2 separate regions of the Mus musculus genome follow, and region 1 is linked to region 2. A link is a contact called in public HiChIP or PLAC-seq data. All regions are on one chromosome and are shown on one strand. The core of a region is the stretch at or near the end of the contact, and the rest is flanking DNA. Distances in the headings are between cores, read along the strand shown. Region 1 has its middle 2.6 kb from the start of Gm40575. Region 2 holds the start of Dio3 (deiodinase, iodothyronine type III).

Evidence for each region. HiChIP or PLAC-seq counts read pairs in DNA pulled down with a chosen protein or histone mark.
Region 1: a contact with region 2 is called in a FOXA1 HiChIP or PLAC-seq map of pancreatic cancer cells. The contact joins the enhancer-like site here to the promoter of Dio3 in region 2. A contact is called at or near these places in 3 of 39 promoter capture datasets (embryonic stem cells, hippocampal neurons and stem cell-derived epiblast-like cells), 18 of 484 Hi-C or Micro-C datasets (the Patski cell line, embryonic stem cells, liver and 2 more), 2 of 115 datasets of contacts at active chromatin or transcription factors (kidney and pancreatic cancer cells) and 2 of 9 other capture datasets (adipose tissue and pancreatic islet).

The regions. Positions count from the first base shown.
Region 1 is chr12:110,199,835-110,204,690 of GRCm38.p6, forward strand. No RefSeq gene overlaps it. Among named protein-coding and RNA genes, the nearest start is that of Gm40575, 2.6 kb to the right of the region's middle. Within about 2 kb of position 1,312, at least 12 of the 459 cell types and tissues checked have an H3K27ac peak or open chromatin away from gene starts, as enhancers often do. A contact at or near this core is called in pancreatic cancer cells, where this site is marked.
Region 2 is chr12:110,277,569-110,282,264 of GRCm38.p6, forward strand. It overlaps Dio3 (deiodinase, iodothyronine type III), which reads left to right and starts at 1,662. Exons shown (of 1, transcript NM_172119.2): 1 at 1,662-3,529. The coding sequence starts at 1,664. The coding sequence ends at 2,578. Dio3os (deiodinase, iodothyronine type III, opposite strand) reads right to left here and starts at 500. Exons shown (of 4, transcript NR_002866.2): 1 at 415-500; 2 at 1-181. It overlaps Mir1247 (microRNA 1247), which reads right to left and starts at 561; the gene lies at 480-561.

The DNA of each region.
Region 1 (4,856 bases), core at 62-2,561, 78 kb before region 2:
TGCTTTCAGCCAGAAGACCAGGATGCCTCTTATCACCCCAGTGGGACTCAGAGAATATTTTAAAAAGAGACTCCTTGCCTGTGGGATTCTGCCTAGGTCCTCTGTCCATGTGATATGGATGAGTAGCTTGGTGTTGAGCTTATGGGAATCCTAACAGTTGGAGTGGCTGACTCTTGTCTATCCATGGGACCCTTTTCTGCCTGCTGGACCGCCTCACCCAGCCTTGGTGTTATGGTTTGTGCCTGGTCTTAATGAAGCGTGTGGTGCCACATTTAGTTGATACTTCTGGGAGGCCTGCCCTTTTCTAAGGGGAGGTAGAGTGGAAGATCAGTGTGGGGGAGAGAGGAGGAGGAAGGAGGAGGAGGAAGAGGAGGGGGGACTGTAGTTGGGATATATCAAAGAAGAGCAAGGAAGGAAAAAGACAAGAGGCTCCTAGAATGTCTTCTGACGATCAAGTCTGCTTCTGTCTGCAGGGCCAGGAAGCCAGATAAAGAGCGCGTGTTACTGGGGGCCAGTTCTGTTCGGGCATCTGAGCATGACTTTAGAATGGGAATGGATTGGCTCCAGAGAACAGTTTTCCCTCCCAGATATATAGGTGGGCCTCAACCAATCAGTTGCCAGGCTGGAGAGAGCAAAAGGTAGACCCACCTCCCAGTACTAGGGGATCCGTTCTACCTAACGGCTTTGCACTAGGGCATCTAGACTTTCCCTTGTGTCTGAGACTGAACCGAAGGCTTAATGTCTAAGCCTGAAAGTCTAAGATCCAGGGGCCTGTCTGTTTGGTTCTGGTAAAAGACTAACTTGGTTTGCCACATGTTGGCTGACCTCTCTGTCCAGACAAGACACGGAGGGAGAGGGAGGGGCAGAGAAAGAGAGAACGTACTGGGGATACCGCTCTGTTGATAGACTGCTGGCCAGGCCTACACCAAGCCCTGGATTCATTCTGCAGAGTGCCAGCTCTCTGCAGACAGAGGAAGAAGGGTCCGATGGTCAAGATTGTCCTTAACTCCATAGTGAGTTTGAGACCAGCCTGGGCCACATGAGATCCTGTCAGATAAAGGAAGACAGAGACATTTTGTTTCTATAAAGGCGCTAATCCACCCAAGGGACTCCACCATCATGAGCTCACCCCCTCCTAAAGGCCCCCCACTTCCTAATTATTTGCACCAGGGACTTGGGATTCCAAGTTGTGAAAACTTGGGGGGTGACTCATTCAGGCAGCTAGCGATTGACCTTTCTGAGACTCAGGCACAAGGCAACCTCCCTGTTCTCCCTGGGCTCCAGCTCGCCCAGTGCATGAGTCAGCCAGCACCTTGTACAAATGCACCATTTTATTGGCCGTCCAGAGAGCACAGCCTCCCAGGTGGCAAGGGGACTTCTTAGGGAGAGCCTGAGATTCAGTTCATTGGTTAAAATATTTACACTAGTTTAATATTCTTATCTGTTTCAGGTGGGATCTGGCAACTTCTGCCAAGTATGGTCTTCTCGACAACAAACGTTCTTCCTCAGCCCAGTGTCTGTACTCAGCCTTCCTCAGCCTGGCCCCTCGACCTGCTGCATAGACAGCTTAGCCACCAGTGTGTTCTGGAGTCTTTACATCAGCACCCACAGCCACCAGTTCCTAGGTCCACACACGAAACCCAGGCCTCCACAGGTCACGTCTTTCACATCTAGGTCTTCATCCCACAAGGCTTTGGGTGTCCCTGGTGACATTTAAGGTGATCAGGGATGACAGAAGAAAGGAAAACTCCTGGAGAGAGTGTATAAGCACCTGGGACAGGGCTTAGGGACATGCGCTTTAGCTTCTGTAGCCAAAGGATAAGCCATGGGGGCGATGGGTACCAAGCTTCATTTCTAATTCCTTTATTTGTGGGGTTTCTCATGCTTGTAGCCAGAAGATGGAAAAGGCCAGGAAAGCCAAGAAGGCCCTGGGCACTGGATCCCTAGCTAGTAAAGTCACCTCCTCACAGGACGCCTAAGGACACTCACCCTCCTCGCTGGCCTCCCAACTCCGGGACAGTTCCCGGACTCCGAGATATTCCAGGGAAGGTAACAGAGATGGACTGGAGGGCATAGGAGGACAAACTTCCACTGACCATCCAGCCTAGCAAAGCTAGAAGCTGTCAAAAACATAAAAATTCCATTTATAAACAAGATCAAATTATTTGATTGTGAAACCAGGGTCCGTGGAATTTGAAATAATTTAATATGAAACAATATCGTTTGAAATGCTGACCAGCCAAAGACCTGGAGATAGGAGGGAGCTGAATGGTCCTGTGCCCAGACATGGAACCCAGCCTCGGGGAATATCAACAAACCCTTCCTTCAAGGAGCTAGGTTCAGAGTCTGCTATGAGGCTGGCCCAGGCCAGGTTCTGCCAGCAAGCCTGTACCCTGCCATCTTCCTGGAGGGTACAAACTAGACAGTTGGCAAAACTCATACAGTCAGATACTGTCACCAGACAGCAAGGAAGAAATGAGGAGGTGATATGTGAGGACAGGAGGGAGATACGTGCAGAACCTAGGAATATAAGCTGTTAGTCTCAGGGACAGTTGGAGAGGCTATGGGGACTACAGTAGAGCAATAAGCATGGAGCTCAGAGATCAAAGAGGTATGCCCTCGGGAGGACACGCGGGACTCCTGGGCATGTGCAGCCCCGGGTCTGTCGTGTACGGCCAATGTGATGAGCAAGCAAGGTGCTACCACATCCTGGCTCCCTCCTCTGTAGATCAAAAAGAATCACAGACCACTCTCTCTGAGTCTCAAGAGGCTCAGCTGTCATTCCTGTAACATCCCAGAGCTGTGGTTCCAGGTAGGCAGAGCCCCTTCCAGGGAGAGCATGGGATGCAGGCAATACTATCTACAGATCCCTGCAGCTAGAAGCAGCAGACAAAGCCCTTCAGCCTGGCTAGTGCCTTTGCAGTATATGGGGTTGGGCTAGCTCAGGATCCTGTACATAGTCTAGCCTCGGTAATGGGAGTGGGCCCCTTGGGCCTCAGAGGAAGGTACAGGTATATATAACCCTTGAAGCTGGTGAGTCTGGAAGGGACAGTGAAGGCAAGACTCAGAGGGGCTTGATGCCCCAGCCCTCTGCCCCTGCAGAAACACTGCTAGGCTAGGAATCTTTCAGGAGTGTAATAGCAAGAAAAACAAATCCAAGAAATCCAGACAACACACGTGCAGACGGGAACTTTTATGTCAGCTCCAAAAACCCGGGTGGGCTTGTAACACAGTGGGGAGATGCAGGCTCGCTGTGTTTAGAAAACTCAAGCTGGCCTTGTCACATGAGGGGAACGCAAAGTCCATCATCCTAAACAGGACTCCTACAGCAGAACAGGCCGCCACTCCCTGTATGTCCTCCAGTCTCTGTGCCCAAGACCTTCTGGCTAATGAGTACAGTCTTAAAAGCCCCATCTGAATGCAGAATCACTGGTGTCTGTCCCTGCCACTTCTGGCTGAGCTCAACCATCCCGCCTGGGGCACTACTTGAGCTGGCCCTGGAGAAAAGAGAGAGGAAAGGCCTGGGGTAGGCACCCATCCCGTGTACCCATATGCACAGCAGCCACCTGTGGGCTTGGGAAGGGCTCTGCTCTCCCCCCCACCCTCAGAGATGGCGACGCTACCGAGCCATGAGTGTTATTTTTATTCCCCCCCTAAGCCTTGCCAGATTACATTGTCAAGGCCAGCACTTTGCAGATATTTCCTTGGTTTCGCAACTCACGCAGTGACTAACACATGTTACATTTTGAAAACTTCTCTGGGTAAAAATTTAAGCTGAATTGTAAATACATAAAAGTCTCAGTGTTAATGGGGCGCATGAGTTCTCCGTGACTGTTTTGTAACCCAAGACCCTGAAAGGATGTGGAATTCTATAAAATCAGCAAGGAGGCGCCTGGGCTGGAGCTGCCCTTTGAAGCCATTCTATGGGCAGTGATCTCCACTTCTCCCTGACATTATGTAAGTCACCACACCTCCACACTCCCTGACCCCATGGGTGTCGGGAGACTGTTATGACACAATTCAAAGCAGGACCTCGGGACTCTGCAGCCATGATGGCAACTCTTTGGTCATGGACATACATACTACCTCTGGGGCACTTCTGAACTTTACATTAACGGGTAGCAAAGCTAAGGGACTTGCCAAAGACACACCCTTGTAAGGAACAGACAAGACCCAGCCCAGGCTTTCTACCTCAGCCCCACAGGGTGCCTATGGCTGGATCATCGCGCTGCCAGACAAGGTCGTTGAGCCACCCAGGAACACCCTATTCTGGTTCAACCATCCTGCACTAGCTAAAAGCCCAGGCAGTATCTAAGAACTGAAAAAGAGCTGACCATTGGTGGGAGAGGATCTAGTTGGTCTTTTACACACTAGGACTGTGATGGGAGGGGAGTGGGGGAACAGCTGAAAGATGGAAGACAGAGAGTCAACGCAGTGGGAGAGGCTATGGAGTTTGGGGGTGGGGGTGGGGGGAGCTAAGAAGGAAGGAAGAGAAGGAAGCAGCCCCAAGGTATGGGAAGCAAAGGAGCCCTGTCTGTCCCCAGCAGCCCTCGGCACCACTCCCCTGTTTATGGCTTTGGTGGATAACACTTATCAGTCTGCAGTCACTGAGTTTTGTTTACTCACGCAGCAGGGATACCACAATGCACTGGGTGCTTCCTGGGTACAGCAGCGAAGCTGGGGATCCCAGCCAAAGCTTCAGTGCCTCAGTATAGTCAACACTTGGCTATTTGTTGCATCTGGGTGCCTCTAAAGGAATGGGAGAGCTACCCACTACTTGGGTCTTGGAATGGTTTTGCCTCCATCAGAAGCCCAGCCAGACCCAGGTGACTCTTGTTTCTCCCTCTCCCCCAAAC
Region 2 (4,696 bases), core at 412-2,911:
CGGTCTCTGGTAGAGAAAGTTAGGTAGCTGGTCTCTCCCGAGAGGGCGATGCATGGGACGCAAGCAGCTGGAGCTGTAGTATCCGGCTGGGGTCCCGTTACCCCAGAGAAGGCCCCTGTGAGTGCTGGAGCATTCTAGGGAGTGCGATTCTTAGGCGCTGCCTTCGGGTTGAGGCCTTGACCTGAGGGGTCATTGTGAGGTGTATCTAAAGTGGAACTTGCTTAGGGTCTCGAGGACCCCAGGTCAAGCAGCCCCGCCGCCCCTGAACCCAAGTCTCCAGCAGTGCGCCACGCGCAGAGACAGATTAGGAGGTCTGCGCCGCTGTGGCAGAGCCGACCAGAGCCCCACGCTGTTGGGGAGTTGCCCCGCACCCCTAAAAAGCCTCAGCACACGTTCCCTGTTGAAAGTACGCACTTTACGCGTCCGGGCGCCTCCGCGGTTGAGTCGGGCCGCCGCGCTCCGAGTTCGCGAAGGTGGCTCAGTTCGGGCGCTCCAGTCTCGACGTTCCCGGGGCAGAGAGCAACGTCCGGGGACGAACGGGACGGGTGCGCCCGGCGGCCGGGGCTGCGCCGGGCGAGGCAAGCGGCGAGAGGGGAGCGCTCCCGCGTTCAGGCAACAGCTACCCCTAGTGGGAGAGCCGCCCGGGGCCGGCGCCGCCCCGCGCCCGCTGCCCCGCGCCCCGCGCCCGCAGCGCCCCGCGCCCAGGGCGTCCCGGAGCCGGCCGAGGGCGAGGCCCGGCGTCGCTTGCCGCGACTCTCCGGGTCTCCCGAGCTGGGCGCCAGCCCACCCGCGGGCCCTGCCCTCGGCACCTCCGGGCTGGAGCCGAGGGGCAGCTGACCCGGGAACCGCGGCGTCCGGCGGGAGCGAGATGGGACGGGGCGGGCGCGGCGCGGACTGGGGCGGCGCGCGGCAAGCTCGGGCAGCGGCGGGGGGCGCGGAGCGCGGTGTGCGTGGCGGGGCGGTGCGGGGGGCGGCCGTGTGCGAGGCGCGAGTGTGAGCGCGCGCGGGAGGCGGGCGGACGGGCTGCGGCAGTCGAGCGGCGCCCGCGGGCGAGCGGGGAAGGCGGCGGGAACCCAAAGTTGCCTCCTCGCGGGCCCGCGTCCCCGGCGGGGCTGCAGCCGGGGGCCGGCCGAGCGGCGGCCGCAGACCTGGACTCCCGCGGTACCTGGGCAGCGACCCCGCACGAGCAGCAGCAGCGTGGGCGGCGTTGGCGGCGGCGCGCGGGAAGCGAACCGGAGCTCCGGCGCGGCGCTGCGGCCGCCGGGGAACTCAGCTCAGGTGCGCGGCGAAGAGGGCGCGGGCTGGGACCCGCCCGCTGGGACCTAGGAGGTGCGAGGCGCTTGCGCGGGTTACACCATTGCCACCACTGACTGCTTGGCTCTGAGATCGGGCTCCTAGTCCCTGGACACAGCGGCTTCGGGGTCCCCCGCCCCTGAGAGCGGGCTGCGGGACTCAGGCCCGCCCCTGCCAGCCCCGGGACGCACCGCTCCACCCTCGACCAGCCTGCGCCCGCCCTCGACCCAAGATTTCTGGGGCATTGGCCGCGCCTCTGGGTGATCCCTCCGGGCTCAAGTTGCAAGGGGGCGGGCCCCGGTCGGAGGTGGAGTCTCCCGCCAATTCAAGCTTTGACTATAAATTGAGCTCCCAGAGCACCGAGGACCAGATGCCTCGCCAGGCCGCCTCGAGGTTGGTGGTCGGAGAAGGTGAAGGGCCCCCGGGGGCTTCGGGGCCCGCGGCCACCATGCTCCGCTCTCTGCTGCTTCACTCGCTGAGGCTCTGCGCCCAGACCGCCTCGTGCCTCGTGCTGTTCCCGCGCTTCCTAGGCACGGCCTTCATGCTCTGGCTTTTAGATTTCTTGTGCATCCGCAAGCATTTCCTGCGCCGTCGCCATCCTGACCACCCTGAGCCCGAAGTAGAGCTCAACAGTGAAGGCGAGGAGATGCCCCCTGACGACCCGCCCATATGCGTATCAGACGACAACCGTCTGTGCACCCTGGCCTCTCTCAAAGCCGTGTGGCATGGCCAGAAATTGGATTTCTTCAAGCAAGCCCATGAGGGTGGCCCAGCGCCCAACTCGGAGGTTGTCCGACCTGATGGCTTCCAGAGCCAGCGCATCCTCGACTACGCACAAGGGACCCGCCCGTTGGTGCTCAATTTTGGCAGCTGTACCTGACCACCGTTCATGGCGCGGATGAGCGCCTTCCAGCGCCTGGTCACCAAGTACCAGCGCGACGTTGACTTCCTTATCATCTACATCGAGGAAGCCCACCCATCCGACGGCTGGGTCACCACAGATTCACCCTATGTCATCCCCCAGCACCGCAGCCTGGAGGACCGTGTCAGCGCAGCGAGAGTACTACAACAAGGTGCACCTGGCTGTGCTCTGGTCCTGGACACTATGGCCAACTCTAGCAGTTCCGCATATGGTGCCTATTTTGAGCGCCTCTACGTCATCCAGAGTGGCACCATCATGTACCAGGGAGGCCGTGGCCCCGACGGTTACCAGGTGTCTGAGTTGCGCACTTGGTTGGAGCGCTATGATGAACAGTTGCATGGTACTAGGCCACATCGATTCTAAATAACCAAGGGACAAGTGACTGAATTGGTGGGCCGGGTCTCCTGGGCCTTCGAAGCCCACGTGCAAATGCTCCAAAGAAAGTCAAAGGTTGTGGGGGATCCCCATGACACAGATGAGCACAGCCACAGAACTCAGGCTGAGTCTGGCTAACTTGAGACTCTGCTATAGTGACTCCCTTTTGTACGTTTTTGGCTTGCTCTCAGGAGCATTGCTGTGGCTCGAACTGACAGCTTTGTCCCTGCTGGAGTTTACCTGCTGGACTTTCTGACACCAGGTCTCCAGCGCTGCTTCGGCAAAGCGCGAAAGTCCCCAGCATTTCACAGCTCGGACTTGTTGGCCACGCCCGCGCGCCCTGAGCGCAGCTGGGTTCCAGCAGCGCCTCAGGCTCTAGCTAGTTGCCTGGCACCCACCTGTCGAGCGCAGGGAGTCCTGCTGCTTTTGTGTTTATTTCTTATCCCTGGGTTGGGGGAGGGGCTCGAGATAGGGAAAGGGTGGGCAGGGTAATTTCCCCGCCTAGCTTTGGGTGCGCTGGAGCCCTGGCTGCTGATGACGAACCGCCTCTAACTGGGCTTGACCACGGGTCGGCTCTGAATTGCAGAGAGGCTCGAAACAGCGCCTAAAGTAAGAGGGGGAGAGTGCTCTGGGTTCCACAGGGAACCGTCGAAAAAGGGGTGGAAGAGGGACATGGTAAGGGATGGACTTCGAGACCAAAGGAAGTGGCTTGGGGAATCAATCTGCGAGGTTCGCAGGTCCCCAGGAGGGATGCGAGAACTTTTTGGAGAAGGGATTAGTTCTAAGACAAGGAGAAGGGGAAGAACTTGGGAGTCCTAGGCAGAAAGCGCGGGTTGTGGGGCGGGGTGAAGACCAATCAGTGAATGTTGTGTTGGAAACATTCCTTGTGTATAAACTTTTAAGCTACAATAATAAAGACTTGAAGGAAGTTGCTCTGATTGCCTTTGGTCCGTTTATTTTCTCGTGTCTTTGAAAAACCAAAAAGAACTAAACACAAATTTCTCCCTGGCATCCCCATAGTGACTCTAGGGGAAAGTAGGGACGGGAAAGAACCCAGGTCCTGCAGGGGTGGGGGGGGGCTGGAGATGGGCGGAGGAGGAAGGAGTTTCCCTGGGATGGCAAATGCACTTACACGTGCCACACCTGCGCAGAGAACTTCAGGCCAGAAGAAGACTCATGAGAGACCCATGAGGAGATTGGTGAGGCAATGGGGTGATCATTTGCTATGGTGCGCGAGCGCAGTAAGACAATTTTAGCGCTGTCTAACTTTTCCCAGCTTTGGGTGGTATGGGGAGAAAGGTGCTGTGTAAGGCGAGACTGGACCTCCAAGCTCGCCCCCTGGGTTACCATTGCACCCCTGGCCCAGCCCTCCTTAGCAGTGTCGCACCTGTGGAATTGTCTACCACCATTCCTCCAGGTTGCTGGGAGGTACGACCAGAAAGGCGCATAGGGCCAGTGTCTCCATTACTCAGGCACAACTCCCACATCTGGGTGGGGGGGTGCTTGGGGTGTTCTCGTGCCCGGGACACCCGCTTACCAAGCCTCAGCCAAACCTCACTGCCGCCCACCCCTCACCATGCTATGGGGTGGAAAGCAGAGGAGAGAAGGAATATGAGAAAGATGTGGGTGGAGGAAGGTGGGGAGGGAGGTCGCGCGGCGGCTGGCACCCATCCCTGTGCAGCCATGGCCAGGCGCTCGCGAGCGCTAAGCTCGCCCTAGATCTTTCCCCATACAGCTCAGTGAGTTGAAGGAAGCTCCCAGAACACAAGAGATCAGTGCGCCCCGCATCTCGTTTTGCTGATGACATTTTAGCAGAAAAAGTAAGATGAACAGAGAAGGGGGCCTAAGGCCAGAGTTGAGGCTGGGAATGAAAGAACAGCTAGCCCAGGGCCTTCAGACTAGGTGGGGGGTGGGGGGTGGGGGGATGAGGGGCGGGCTGAAGGATGTGAGGCACGCATCTTGGGACATAGTGCTCGTGGAAAAGTAGGGACGGGACTGGATAGATGGAAGACAGGTCCCTGCCCAGCCAGGTCATCCCCCGATTCCACGGGCACCTCCCCTTCCGCCCACCACCCCGCCCCGCTCCTCCTTGAAAAACCCTTGGAA